5 separate regions of the Sus scrofa genome follow, and regions 1, 2, 4 and 5 are each linked to region 3. Evidence: chromatin contacts called from public HiChIP or PLAC-seq data. All regions are on one chromosome and are shown on one strand. The core of a region is the stretch at or near the end of the contact, and the rest is flanking DNA. Distances in the headings are between cores, read along the strand shown. Region 1 overlaps ARHGAP15 (rho GTPase-activating protein 15). Region 2 has its middle 71 kb from the start of GTDC1. Region 3 overlaps GTDC1 (glycosyltransferase-like domain-containing protein 1). Region 4 has its middle 32 kb from the start of GTDC1. Region 5 overlaps ZEB2 (zinc finger E-box-binding homeobox 2).

Region 1 (2,845 bases), core at 79-2,578, 400 kb after region 3:
CTGCTTTTATGGGACCATGAATATCGGGCATTAATTGATTCAAAATGGTATGATTGGAAGAGTCTTTTTCAGCATCTTAATATACCATGCTTAAATGCTATCCTATCAACTTTAGTCTGGGACTGGTTATGTATGATGTGATCTGTTCCAACTTATAGCTGTATCAAAGCCCCATGAGTCTGAGTTCTAGTGTTGGAAGCTAAAGGAACACTTAATATCCCTCAAGAAAAAATCTGCCTCAGAGAAATTTTGGTCTCAAGTCTGCTTGTGAAATGATACAGAATAATCAATCTAAATTTTCACAGGTTACCAAAGGTAATGTTTTCTATATCTAGTCTCACCTCAAAATCTTGTCATTTTCCATGACACAGTGTCAAGAAATGCAGGGCCAAAGGAGGTATTTTTCTGTCATTTACTGACTAGTTAAAATGATATGATTAAAAAGTCATTTGCAAATTAAAACACACACAATATAAATGTGAGATTATGAAAATAATTATCGAGTGAGTTATAGGTTTTTGGAACCCGTTAGGTACGCTGGTAATAGTACTCTTAATTAGAGAGGTGTATATGTATATTATATTGCTTTTAATACTACCATCTGGTTCCACGTGTGAGAAATGTATGTAAGGTGCACTAGTTTTTCATGGAAAATGAAAGTATATTTTTAAACACTTTAGCTTGACTCCTTCTCTTACAAAACTGAGAAACTAGCAGAGTCTTGGATATGATTATACTGTTTTTAACATAACCAAACTCTCCAAAGTTGCCTCTAATGATGACTTTCCTGGAGACAGACTAGAGAGTCAGCTTCCATTTCCTGATGCCATAAATAATCGTCCTCAGATGACAAGTCAAATTACAAGGCCTTTGCCATCATTTATTCTGCTCATTTTGTACCAAGGAGAGTTATGCAGAAGTTAAAGTCAATAGATGGCTATAATATATGGCATACTTTCTATTAACCAAATAACTTGAAAGCACTATAAATACAAACTAAAAATGTAAAAAGCGCATGGTTATAAAGCAAAGTCCATCACTGGGCCCCTGTAAACAGCAGTAAAAGTCTTTGAATATTGTGGTTTACAAATCTGATTTTAACAGCCAAACTTATAAAACAGTTTACGCTTTTCTGTTGTCAAGGGAGAAAAACTTGCCAAATTGTTCATTTTAAGTAAATACAACATAACCAATTAAGGAAAGCAAAATTTAAACACATGCCTATGATAATCAGGACATAGTTTGCTTCTGATTTCACTACTGATTTTAACAGAACAGTGTTCCTTCCACTTTCCCACAGCACCCAAATGACCCCACACATACTTTTAGAAACTTGTAATCACACAGTGCAAATAAAAGGACACTTTACTGGAAAATACACAGTGTGGTACAATAATCCATCATTTATGAAAAATAGAATTCAGCCTTTTCTTTTTCCTCAGAGATTCAACTACTTTTTGAGGGTGAAGCTTACTGCAATTTAAAGATTTATGTTAAGCCAATGAGCAGTTTTTTTTTTCCCAGTCCCATTTAAACTTTTTATTTAAAAATAAAAAGAGACTAAAGAGATATGGGTTTAAATTCCAAAGCATTTAATCTGATTTACAGAGGAATCACTCTTAATTCTACATATTTTCACCTCCATGAAAAGTTAACTTAACTTGGATTAACTTTCCAGGTGTTCTAGAATTTACTTTTATTTCCTTTATGCTCCATTTTTTTTTCCCACTGACAGATGATCTTTTCTTTAAAGCCCAAACAAATGGAATATTTTTCAAAGCTTAACAATTTTGAATAACAATATGCAATTTAAGTCTCATACTCAAAGGCCAAAGGCATTAGCTTTAAGTACCATTCTTAGAGAGTGGAGAGATTTAATTGGTGTTAAAGTTGCTCATATCATATAATAGTTAGGATCCTGGGCTTTTCAAGATGATCTTCAATAAATATCATTACATATAAGAATAGGCATTAGTCCAACACAAGTTTTGTGCCTGACACAGCCATTATGGTATTAAAACACCTCGGAATGCTTATTGTACTGGATGCCCTGTGTATATTATTTTCCAACTTTAGTAATGGGAGGGGGGAGAAACACAATTTGGAGGATGAACATCCACTACCATTCTTTTAAGGGATGGGAACCACAAAGGAAAAACCCTTAAATCTTCCAGAATACAATGGTTTGGATAACATGATCCAGAATTGTGAATCTGCCAGAATTTTTCTTGCTAGGGATCTTATTTTGAAATATCTCCTTTTTCTGCCAAACTACTGTTCTCGCGGTATTCCCATGTTACAATTACATGTTGTTGATTTTTTTTTTTTTTAATTTGGAAATGCTGGGAGAGTAACATTTCAGAAACATTGCTAAAGGAGAGTCATTACCCTGCAGAAATGCTATTATGAACAACTTTCTAGGCTAATTGTTGTCACTTTTTTGGTAGGGTTTTACATAGGGATCAACATCAAGTATAGATAGTTGTATTGCAGCTGAGAGCTCCCAAAACAGAGTCTCAGAGGATGTTCAGAGCAAAGCTGGCAGCAGTTGCCAAGTACAATCATCTTACCATGCTGCAGTGTTCGGAGAGGGAGCTCCAAAAAGAAATGACAAAATAGGGTTATATCAGGCTCTTCATCCCCAGAGATTCCCAAACACTTCTCAAACCATCGCATGGATTACATAACAAAGTACTGATTGCCTCCGCTCATATTTTCCAATACAACCTTCTTGTATTTGGAATTACCCCATGGTACCACTTTGTAAACTACAGAAACAAGAGCACCCTACCCAAAACTGAGAATTAAATTTTATTAAATTTCTTTTCAGCCTCCTGCCTGATTC
Region 2 (2,700 bases), core at 15-2,514, 400 kb before region 3:
TCCCCACAAATTAGGAAGAGACAGAACTGTACTGAATAACAAGCAATCTAGTAGTCATTTGTTGATGCCGGTTTTCACAGGGGCCAAAACTGAGCAAGCTATGACATTTAGACTCAAATTCAGTGAGGGCCGGCTGGTAACCTTCAGCAGTATGTTAGTTGAGCTCCTTAATGTGACTCAAACTTACTCCTTCACAGTTCATTTCTCCTGCCTGAGGATTCTTAGTGCAAACTCCTCTTTTCTATGCATAAATGCCAGGCTAGACCAGGGCAAGCATTTAGTTATACTGTGGGGGGTACTTTGAATGAATGACCTGGAGCTTGGCCAAAGGCCAAGTCCATTGGAAACTCCCCTCTAAGCTGTGCATTTTTAGGCTGTGGTCATCTTTGGGATTTCCCCCAAAAATCTTCTCTGTCATGGCAGAAATTTAATAACCCCGTTTTCAGAATTGCATACAAAACCAGGGTGTCAAAGTGAGTATGAAATAATTTGCTTTGCATGTCGATTTCTCTCTTCTTCTTAAATCCTTCCTCATTCTTAAATCTTTTTTATTTGCATATTCTTAAGTCTTTCTCTATTTGCATAGTGAAGTCTTCTTGTAAAAGTCTCCGCTTTCCCCACAAAATGGTGCACTCTCAACATTTCCTGACAGTCTATGTCCCATAGAATTCTAGGTACTTTTGGTTTGTTACAACCAAGACTAAAGAGAAAGTTTCTAGATAGTATTTGACAGGATTCTAAAGTAATAAGAGTTATAGACTAAATGTTTTGTCAAATACAATGATAAAATTCACGTTTCCAGCAAGCTATTTCTTAAAGTGCTGGACTAAATTTCTCTATATACAGGGACAAAAAAGACATTCAGATACAACAGATCATGTGTATTGAAGTTGCTGGTAAAAGCACCAAATGACTGATTTTATCTATTGTTCAGCATAATAACATTTTCAGCCTTGAAAATGGTTCCTAGAATAACAGACTGTTATGAAAAAGGAAAAATCCTCATTGGTAGAAAGGCAATTATACAAATTATTCTATTTTCCAAACAGGGCCACTACCCCTTTATGTACTAGAAGACTAAATGTATATTCAGAAATTACTGGTCAAAAACTATCTGTGACCCAGATACTGTTTGGATTTGCATGAGATGTTTCCAAAGCAGTCTGGGAAAGCCCACAAATTCAAAGCAGCCTCTTTATCCTCACCCCATTTCTGCTGAGTCCAGGAACCTTATTTCATTTCCTGCATGGTAGGCATTTTTTAGGGACTAGGTAAGCCATGACATCTGCACTGCTTTCTGAGTCATTGTCGTGAAATGATACATGCTTGGGTGTAGTACAGCTACTTGGTTCCCAGAGAAAACAAACAAACAGAAGTCAGCTAGGAGCTGGAGTCCTGCTAAAAACAAGGACGTGTACAATTCAAAGATGCATTTGTTTTTAAAAGCAGAGCCTCCAGTTTTTAAGTGACCAACTGCTATTTTCTAACCCTGAGAAAATATTTTAAATGAGAACCTTTGCTCCACATGCCTCACTCAGGCACATGCCAGAGTTTGTGAAGGGAACGGGTCAGATCTCTTCCAAGAAGGTCTGTCTCTGGGAAATGGAGACATAAAGCTGCTATTTTGATAAATCAGTGGGGCATGTACTCGTAAAAAAAATCCTGTATTTAAATAGCCTTAAAATAATTTCACCATTTTTACTTGCATAACGAGTAAATATTTATTGATTCTATTAACTGTCATAGGAGATAGTATCGCAGGTTCTGCACAGTTATAAGGAGTAAAATATAGTCGCTACTTTCACAGACCTTAGAGAATAACATATGGGGATGAGAATGAGGCAGGAATACAAATGCTCCTAACTTTAGGATATTGTGAAATTACAAATAAAGCATTAGAAGTACTTCAGAGGTAGAATAGGAAAACAACATAACTTAAGTTTCCTACTGTTAGCATAGAATAGATTTGGGACTAGTAATCAAATTTCTTAAATCTTTGAAGTAAAAAACAGAAGCTAGAAGCTTTACTGGGAACTACCTAGAACAGCAACAAAAACAACAAAAAATTGAAATAAATATTTAATTCTACCATTCTTGGGTGAAGAAAAATATTAGGGAGAAAACCATTATCAAGTGCTTATATTGTGCCAGTCAAGGTTGAGATATTAAGTTCTCTAATCAAAATGATATCCTAGTCTCAATTGCTTCATTTTTAAGATGAGCTGATGAGAAGAGAGGTCAAGTAACTTGCCCAAGGTCACACAGATAAATAACGGTAGAGCAAGGGTTGAAAGCAAAGTCCATCTAGTTTCAACTAAGCGGCCTTGGATAAGCAAGAGCTGAGGAGGAGAGGAAACATAAGGCTGGAAAGCCATTTAATGGTTTAATAAGCAAGTTAAGCCTAGCGAGCTTAGGCCAGGTGGACAGTGGTAACAAACAGCCCCCGTGTGTTGGTAGCTTATAACACCAAATCTGTTTCTGGTTCACATTACACATGGGCTGCAGGTCTGCTGGGGCCTGCAGCAAATTCTCTTCATTCTGGGGGCTGTGTTGAAGGAACTCTCCCTATTTTAGATACTACTGTTCTTCTGCTTACAAGTGGCACATATGACATCTGCCCTTATTTTGTTGACCAAACTAAGTCACATGGGCAAATCTGAGGTCTTTGAGCACAGATGTGTAGCTCCTTTTAGGGAGGAG
Region 3 (2,760 bases), core at 105-2,604:
GAGTGAGCTTTGGCTTCTGAACAATTCTCTACCCTCGGTGAAGAATTTAAGACGTCATGGAGTTGAACTGGTGTATTAAATCCCAGGCACACGGTAGAGATTGTTTTGTGATCATAATGAATTAAGAGTAAAGGCATCAATGCATACATCTCTCCTTTTTCCTCTAGAGCCCAGAGGCATAGGGTACCTGGTGGTCTCTGGTGCTGGCAGCTATGTTCCCTGGTTTTCAATCGGCTTGGCTTTTCTCCTAGATTTTTGTAATAGCAGGCCGGGCGGGGGAAAAAGTAATCTACAAAATTGCAAATTGCAAAACAAAATATGCAAGTGCGTGTGTACGTGCGCACGCGCGCCCTATAGTATTTCACTGAAGATAATGAATTGCTACACTTTAAGCACTAAATATTAAAACTTAAAAATGTGTAAGTAATGAGGTTTTAGGAAGCAAAATGTACTCGGAGTATATATAGCACTTTTTTTTTTTTTTTTTTTTCCAAGAGGTTCCCCAGACCTCTGGGCGCGTCAGCAAACTGTCCTCCTACACGAGGAGCGAGCAGCTGCGATTTGGCCCCAGGCACCACCTACCCAAAGTCACTACCTAATGTATTTTACATTCGCACCGATGATAAAGAGGGAGAGGTGGGTTTAAAAAAAAAAAAAAAAAAAAAAAGAGAAGGTACCTTCCCCTCACCCCCAACATTCTGTGCTCCCTTTTGTCCCTGCCATCAGCTGACACGTGGAAAATGTGGTGTACGGTTTTGCTTGCCTTTAATCTGTAATTAAGGATTCCTTGTTCGGGGCTGGCTACCTCTTTGGTCTTCCCTCCCTGCCTCTCGGGTCTTCCGCCCTTGGTCGGGTCTGGCCCCGAGCCGCAAGCTGGGGACTCCGGTGGCCCGGCTGGGCCGCAGGGAGGGGTCGGTAGCGAGGTGCTCGGGCCCGGACGGAAGGAGCGCTCGCCTACCCGAAAGCGCGCGCCCGGGAACCCGACCCACTCGCCCCGAGCCTCCGACGAGCCTGCGCCCAGCGTCGGGTTAGAGGTGCCGGAGCCTGCGAGAGCCGGAGAGTCTGAGAGCGGTTCCGGGGCTTGCGGGCGCTCACCGCGCGTCTTCTCCCCGGGGCCGATGTGCCCCAGCTCCCGTCCGCGGCGGCGCTAGCCCTCGATGCCCTGCTCGGTCCCGTCCAAAGCGCCTGGAGGTAGTTCTACACCTCTTCCGGCGCAAAAAAAAGGGACGGAGGGGGGACGTCGAGGTCACAAAGTCGAGACCTAACCACTTCTGCGGCGCTGAGCTGGAGGAACCACGAGGCCGCAGGGCCAAGACAGCTCCGCGCCACCGCCGCGCTCCCGCTCACACTCGCGCGGACTCCCGGGCAGAGCCTCGCCTGCACGCGCACGCCAGCGCGCGCACAGCCCGACACGCGCACACTGTCACGCACCCTCACGGACACGCACCCCGCACGCGCGCACAGACACTCACATGCTGACACACGCACACGTGGCGGGAGGCCCAGTGCTTCCCCGGCTCCTTGGTGCCAGGCTTAACTGGTCCCCCTCCGCACCTCCGAGAAGGCGGCGCTGCCCCGGCGGGCAGAATTCTTCTCTATTCTTCTTAAGTGTTTTATTGAACTTGGTTTTGAGTCCGACAGGCTCAGTGCTCCGTGAGAGAATCCAATGAAGATGCACTAAGCAAAACCAAAAAAGTAATTTCCCTCCTCCTGTCCTTTAAAAAAAAAAAAAAAATTTAAGCCAAAACGGAGAATGGAGTGGGGTTGGGCACGGGGACGCCCCCCACCCCCGTAGGGATTCTGACTATTAATTTTAAAATACTCCCCTATGACTGCTTACTCAGCCCTGTTATTTCAGTCCCACCCGCTAGTCCTAGGACGCTTTCCTTTTCACTTCTTACCTGTGCTTTGGAGTGAAAACTGTTTCTCCTGATCTCCAATTGGTTATTTCGTTATTTCCGAGGCAGAAGGGGGTGAGGGACAGATGAGTTAAGCGGTGTTTGGGTGGGAGAAAATTTAGTTCTATCACACTGATTTCCAAAAAACTTGGGGAAACGTTTAATAGCATATTGAGGATTCGATATTTTTTAAAGCGTCCTCCTCCTTTCCCGTGTTACTATTTATCATCAGGTATTTATTTGCGTGTACACATTTAAAATTGTCTGTGAATGAGAAAAATGCCCCTTGTTCTGGATTTCACCAGCGCCTTTTGTGTTTCTGCCCATCTAGGTGTAGCATGCTTTCCTCTCTCCCACCCATCGCTAAACGGTGTCTTCAGTGATCAAACATAAGAAACCTTAGCCTGGAGTGGTGGTGACCATTGCTGGTCATCTGTTGCTCAAGATTTTATCTCCTCTGGTTGGGAATTGTCCTCAAATTGTAGAGTTGAAGATACAGGTTGGTTGATAGTTTAAAATGTGAGAAGAGCTCTCAGGAAGTAAACGTAGGTAGGGGAGTATGGCCCATGTCAGCTGCCCTTGGAAGGCAGGACAAGAACCCTTGGCTAGTGCATTGAAAAGAGACTGTAAACAATGATAATCAGGGCTTTCAAAAATCATATAACAGATTGAAATATCTGATTCATTATTTATTCATCACAGCACAACTTTGCAAATCTGAGAATAGTATTTGAAAACCCAGTGCCTGCTATTTTGTCCGTCAACTCAGCAAATGGGTCCCCCTTCCAAAAATGTGGCCAAAGGGTTAAAGCTGTAATTTTAGAAAGGAATTTCAGGAAAGGATATTAAGATCTGATATATT
Region 4 (2,851 bases), core at 22-2,521, 360 kb before region 3:
GCTATTTTTTAAAAATATAGTTCAGTCAAAACAGTGTATCACAGTGGGCTGTGTGTAGAAGCAGATAAGAGAATCTAGCTGTCTTCTGTTAAGTTAGACATGAACGAAATTTGCAAAAGTTATGAACGGTATCATTTTTATCACTAAGCTTTTTTGTGTAAGAAATAATTTTTCATAAATTATTTACTGTATTAAATGTCATGAAAATATAAAGTGAATCAATATTTAAAATTTTCTCATTAATTCCTAATGTGGTTAATATTGATAATTATAACTCATATTGACAAAAACTCTTGAGAGTCCTCAATTTTAAGAACACAAAGGAGTCCTGATACTAGGAAGTTTGAGAACTGTTTCTTTAAGATGAATAAAGTTCTCAAGTTTTAATCTTTTGACTATTTCTTTGGAATATGGACAACATCTCTTTAGTTTCTTTTCCTGGTTGTAAGGGTATGTCACAGGAGTTCTCCGTCATTTCCCATGCAGGCAAAGGTGTTTTTATAAAGATTTTCATTTTTATTTAAGATTGACGCTACCTACTTATATGGTTGCCTTGAAGAATTGAGATTGTGGTCAGTGGTCATTCCAGTCAGTGTATTCATTATTGATACCACTCTTTTGGTTGTGAGCTATTCATGCAGTTTTAAGACCTGTTCACCATAGCAAGCTACTTCAGGGTTGTAGTGAAGTTCATTTTGCTGAAAATAAACTGCTATTTTCTCTGAAGTCTTTATACTACGCTAATCTGTCTACTGTAAAGTCTTCCTGACATTTCATAGCTATTTTCTAGAAAATCCACAACTTATGAGTGAGTTTGTGAATTAGTCATTTTTGCAACAATATAATATGAATTACAGATGGGTTCTATAGTGCCATTAATAGTATAGGAATAGCCTTGTTGTGGACTATTAACAGCTTTCTGTGGGGAATTATATTCTGAATTATACTCTTAGAAGTCTAGCCAGATATATTACCCCATTGCAGTGCAACAGTGGCAAGAAACCCCCTTTTCCCGCTTACAATAGAAATGAATGTTAAAGCTTGACTAGAAGCAAGAGAGACATTGTGAAGCAATGTTCTGGAGGTGCAGTATCCTAGGCACCTAGGATAACCTAAGTGGGTAGAAGGGGCAACAGTCTCAGATGAAGCAGTTATGGTGGAGGGAAAAAGGAGAAGGGATGTTTTGGATGCTGCTTGGGGGTGATATATTCCCTTTTACAGCAGTTGCTAAAAAATAAGAAGTGGTTAGTCCTAGGTTGGGAAATCCATTTATAGAGTTTTGTTGTGTTGTGCTCCTCTGTTTGGTTATTGCATGAACTGAGCTCAAGAAATAGAAGGCAATTGCAGAGGTTGAACTTATGGATTTATAGGCCAAAGGTTTTAATGTAAAAGGCAGTTGATGAACTTCAGAGGTATTTATGATCAGAAAGAGTAGTGGAAGCCAGGAGAGTGGTGGAACATGCAAGCTATTCACAGGGACCCCAAACAGATTCATGTTGTAGAGTGATTGTTAGGGCAGGCATAGAACTGATAATCAGCTGGCACAGTTCAGTCAAGGAGTGCTGTGACTCATCCTGCTGCCCTAGGGTCTCTAATAGGAAATATAGACTTTTAAGAGAGGTGTCCCACAGGAAGCCTGTTATGGAGAATGGTGGATATAAAGCAGAAATCCAGAACCAGAAGAACTTGGGGACTCAGAGAAGACCAGCTTTGGAGAACTAGAATTTAACTTGAGGTTGAGCTTGTTTTCTTCCTTCTCAAGAGCATTGTTGACCCTTTGGATTGAGGCAAGGCTGAGCTAAAGTGGAAAGCAAAGTGACTATAGTTAGCTGTCTACACTGAAGTGACACACCTGCCTGAGAAATATTTGTTAAACCAACTGATGAAAGTATGGCAGGGGAACAACTAGGTCGTCACACCCACGTTCTTCATGTAGCAGACACTTGGCATCATATAACCTAACCACTAAATACTCTCTAAGCCAAGGGTGAGCAAACTTTTTTTTTTTAAACAATTTTTAAAGGAAGTTCCTATGTGGTACAGTGGGTTAGGGATCCAACATTGCTGCAGCTGTGGCGCAGGCTGCAAATGTAATGCGGGTTTGATATCTGGCCCGGGAACTTCCAAATGTCACAGTTGCAGCAAAAAAAAAAAAAAAAAAAAAAAAAAAAAAGCACCAGATAGTAAATATTTTAACCTTTATGGGTGGCATGGTCTCTGTTGCACCTACTTAAGTCTGTCATTGTAGTGTGAAAACAGCCATAGAAAAATACATAAATGAATGAGCAGTTATGTTTCAATGAAACTTTATGGAGACTGAAAATTGAATTTCATATAATTTTCACTTGTCATAAAATATTACTCTTTTTATTTTATTTTATTATTTTTGGCTGCACCCATGACATACGGAAGTTCCCAGGCCAGGGATCAAATTCAAGCCACAACTCAACCTATGCCACAGATGAGTGAATGCCAGATTTTTAACCCACTGTGCTGGACCAGGGATTGAATCTGTGCCTCCACAGTGACCTGAGCTGCTGCAGAGACAACACTGGTTCCTAACCCACTATTCCAAAGCAGGAACTCTTGTTAGTCTTTTAAAGAAACTTTTTTTCAGCTATTAATAAATATAAAATCTGTCTTTAGATTGTGGCTATGCAAGAACAGGCTGTGGGCTGAATTTTGGACCGTAGGCTCTAGTTTGCTTTTGTTTTTAGGCAAATAAATGGCAATTAGTTATGATGCAGAAATTTTATTAGCATTAATGAAATAGATGTTTCTTAGGACAATGCTGTTGGTGACACTTCTTGTTTTATAGGTGACACTGATGATAAAAACCCGTTCAAGAATT
Region 5 (2,849 bases), core at 207-2,706, 450 kb before region 3:
TGATTTTTTAACAAAGTCCCATTATTATCTCTCTAGGGTTATCTTTCCTTTTGCATCTCTCTCTGACTGTATAATCCTAGTGGTCTGTGATGTTCAGAGAGTGAAGGGTTAAAAGCTTATATTTGGCAACAGGATGTATATGTGGTTAGAGGAATGTTAAGTTTAGTGGACCATAAAAAATTAAATATACCTTTCTTAAAAGGAAGTTTTATATAGACCATTAAAGTAGCTTTGAGCTCACGCTATCTCTCATGTTTTCGGATCTTGGAATGTAGTTCTTTTTTTGTTAATTTTCCCTGAAAAATACTTAAAATTTTCTTTCATTCTTTGTGACTCACACAGACTAGTGTTCCAGGAAGAGGAAAATAAAATATGCCCATGTAACTTAAAGCAAAGTGTCCTCTCCTCTTTTTTGGCATATATTATGAGAATAAGCATTCAGTCAGTCACTGGTCATCTTCAACACTTCCTACAAATCAGCTAGGTACTGGTTATCTTTTTTGCAAGTCAATGTGTCTTATGGTGATGAAGGCAGTCATGGGTTTCTAGGAAAAAGGCCTTGAGAAGACATTTCGTCTCCTTTTTACCGTTTCAGTTAAGAATGCAAATTGCACATCAGACTTTGAGGAATACTTTGCCAAAAGAAAACTGGAGGAACGAGATGGCCATGCAGTCAGCATCGAAGAGTACCTTCAGCGCAGTGACACAGCCATTATTTACCCAGAAGCCCCTGAGGAGCTGTCTCGCCTTGGCACGCCAGAGGCCAATGGGCAGGAAGAAAATGGTGAGGCTGTAATTCATTTTTAGCCACGATGCTGACCTCTGCAGCTGTTACAATTACAAATGCACTACATGCCTGGGTGTTTACCTTAAAATTTGAAGAACAGCTGCAGAGGCATGGAATTTCATGAGCAAAGATTAGAACTGTAATTTTAGGGTATTGTGAAATTTTTTTGTCAGCAAATTTGTGTCATCTGTACATCCAATAAAGAACAAGAACAATTAGAGCCTATTTCTAAGAGATAAAAATATCTAAATTGATTCCTATCTTTCCAAAATATTTCACTTTTGAGGAGAAAAAAAAAGTTTAGAAATACTGACCCTGACCTTTCCTTCTTCTTTCCGGGGACACCTGAAAAGCTCCTTCACTCTGTGAATTCCTGGGTCACATGTGACTAAAGGTTTGCTACGAACTGTCAGTCACCTAAAGAGAATTTCCTCATTTATCAGCTGTTTAAATTCTCCCCCAAACGCTCCAGTAATTAATTAATTTTCCAGCGCAGTGTGAGCTGATTCCGACAAGTCTGTGCTGGGTGTGCGAGGGGACCTGCATGCGGGGAGGCCACGTGTGATGATGGCACTCTCGTGGAGCAGATTGCAGTGATTCCTGTCACACCATCCCGGGCAGTCAGCCCATTAGCTGCCATTGATTTACTGACCTTTTGGCCCGCTTCTCTCCCTCTCGTCTCTCGGCTACAGACCTGCCACCTGGAACTCCAGATGCTTTTGCCCAACTGCTGACCTGCCCCTACTGCGACCGGGGCTACAAGCGCTTGACATCGCTGAAGGAGCACATCAAGTATCGCCACGAGAAGAATGAGGAGAACTTCTCCTGCCCTCTTTGTAGCTACACGTTTGCCTACCGCACCCAGCTCGAGCGGCATATGGTGACGCACAAGCCAGGCACAGATCAGGTGGGGGGTTGGTTTTAAGTGATTTCTTTCTATAATAACCCCTTAGAGAAACGATATTGCTTTGATTGGCAATCATTATTAATTTTTCATGGCATTTTGAAGATGCAGATCTTTTAATGGTAATAGCTTTAATTGAGGTCTAAATGATTTTTTGATGGTCTCTTCTAATATGATTTAATAGTCTTATGTTCACGATCGAATGAGTGTGTTAATTTCTAATTTAGAAATTTTATTTGCACTTTAACTTGACTTTAGTTTCATCTTTATGTTCCACAAAAAGTGAATGAAATTGTAGCATTTTAATTATACAGTATTAAACATCTCAGCAATTTTAATTCCATTTTTTACCTAGTTTTACTTAGAAATTTTTTCTCTTCATATAGGATCCAAGTCATAGTAAAAGGAGCGTGTATTTTTTCGTTGGTCACATAACATCTTCAATTACTTAGACTGTTTTTACAAGCTGCTACTAGTTTATGAAATCTAATTAAGTGTTTTAAGGAAAATCAAAAAAGCATCTAATGTGTATGCATATCTATACGAAGGAAACTGGATTAATACTAAAATGTTAGATACACAATAAAAATGATCCCTTCTTGATATGTTGCATCTTTGTTGCTAAGTCTTAAAACTGCCCTGCCTCTTTTGGCTTACTTGTGTTAAAAATAAAAACTATCTTGAACAGGTTAGCATAGCTTCTTAAATCCTTAAAATGATGGAATAGGATTCATTCATAGTGTCCCCTAAATGTTTTATCAAAACTGTTCTTTCTGTCCCCCTGGGAGCATTGACTGCAGATTGGTATTATGGTCTGCCTTAAGTCCCAACAACTAGCCCTACAAACCTGGAACCACCCTGTATAAAGCCTGATACCATATTTGTTTTTAAAATTATTGAACAGGATATTCTCTAACATTCTTATGTTTCTTTTTTATGGGCTTTATTCTCTTTGAATCAGGAAGATGAGAATAAGCAAACACGATCAAGCAATGGTGATGATACTAGATTATGGAATTTCACTCTTCTAAGAAAACAGCTTATATAAATCATTTCTATCTGATTGAACTTGTCACCTGAATATTTTTCAAAGTTCAGTTATAAAAACTATGCTTGCATAGTTACACTTATGTAACAGTTTATCTTCCTTTGCTTATG

Evidence for each region. HiChIP or PLAC-seq counts read pairs in DNA pulled down with a chosen protein or histone mark.
Region 1: a contact with region 3 is called in an H3K27ac HiChIP or PLAC-seq map of skeletal muscle, with 4 times the contacts expected there. The contact joins two enhancer-like sites. A contact is called at or near these places in 1 of 47 Hi-C or Micro-C datasets (skeletal muscle) and 1 of 2 datasets of contacts at active chromatin or transcription factors (skeletal muscle).
Region 2: an H3K27ac HiChIP or PLAC-seq map of skeletal muscle shows a contact between it and region 3. The contact joins two enhancer-like sites. A contact is called at or near these places in 2 of 2 datasets of contacts at active chromatin or transcription factors (alveolar macrophages and skeletal muscle).
Region 4: an H3K27ac HiChIP or PLAC-seq map of alveolar macrophages shows a contact between it and region 3. The contact joins two enhancer-like sites. A contact is called at or near these places in 1 of 5 promoter capture datasets (liver), 4 of 47 Hi-C or Micro-C datasets (alveolar macrophages, embryonic fibroblasts, fetal skeletal muscle and 1 more) and 1 of 2 datasets of contacts at active chromatin or transcription factors (alveolar macrophages).
Region 5: an H3K27ac HiChIP or PLAC-seq map of skeletal muscle shows a contact between it and region 3, with 3 times the contacts expected there. The contact joins two enhancer-like sites. A contact is called at or near these places in 2 of 2 datasets of contacts at active chromatin or transcription factors (alveolar macrophages and skeletal muscle).

The regions. Positions count from the first base shown.
Region 1 is chr15:8,453,848-8,456,692 of Sscrofa11.1, forward strand. The region is part of intron 8 of ARHGAP15 (rho GTPase-activating protein 15); the gene reads right to left. Among named protein-coding and RNA genes, the nearest start is that of ARHGAP15, 360 kb to the right of the region's middle. Within about 2 kb of position 1,329, at least 13 of the 83 cell types and tissues checked have an H3K27ac peak or open chromatin away from gene starts, as enhancers often do. A contact at or near this core is called in skeletal muscle, where this site is marked.
Region 2 is chr15:7,657,182-7,659,881 of Sscrofa11.1, forward strand. No RefSeq gene overlaps it. Among named protein-coding and RNA genes, the nearest start is that of GTDC1, 71 kb to the right of the region's middle. Within about 2 kb of position 1,265, at least 22 of the 83 cell types and tissues checked have an H3K27ac peak or open chromatin away from gene starts, as enhancers often do. A contact at or near this core is called in alveolar macrophages and skeletal muscle, where this site is marked.
Region 3 is chr15:8,057,672-8,060,431 of Sscrofa11.1, forward strand. All of the region lies in intron 12 of GTDC1 (glycosyltransferase-like domain-containing protein 1), which reads left to right. Among named protein-coding and RNA genes, the nearest start is that of GTDC1, 330 kb to the left of the region's middle. Within about 2 kb of position 1,355, at least 62 of the 83 cell types and tissues checked have an H3K27ac peak or open chromatin away from gene starts, as enhancers often do. A contact at or near this core is called in alveolar macrophages and skeletal muscle, where this site is marked.
Region 4 is chr15:7,695,525-7,698,375 of Sscrofa11.1, forward strand. It overlaps a transcript of GTDC1 not described here. Among named protein-coding and RNA genes, the nearest start is that of GTDC1, 32 kb to the right of the region's middle. Within about 2 kb of position 1,272, at least 3 of the 83 cell types and tissues checked have an H3K27ac peak or open chromatin away from gene starts, as enhancers often do. A contact at or near this core is called in alveolar macrophages, where this site is marked.
Region 5 is chr15:7,610,550-7,613,398 of Sscrofa11.1, forward strand. ZEB2 (zinc finger E-box-binding homeobox 2) reads left to right here. Exons shown (of 10, transcript XM_021076506.1): 5 at 596-784; 6 at 1,480-1,694. Among named protein-coding and RNA genes, the nearest start is that of ZEB2, 110 kb to the left of the region's middle. Within about 2 kb of position 1,457, at least 8 of the 83 cell types and tissues checked have an H3K27ac peak or open chromatin away from gene starts, as enhancers often do. A contact at or near this core is called in skeletal muscle, where this site is marked.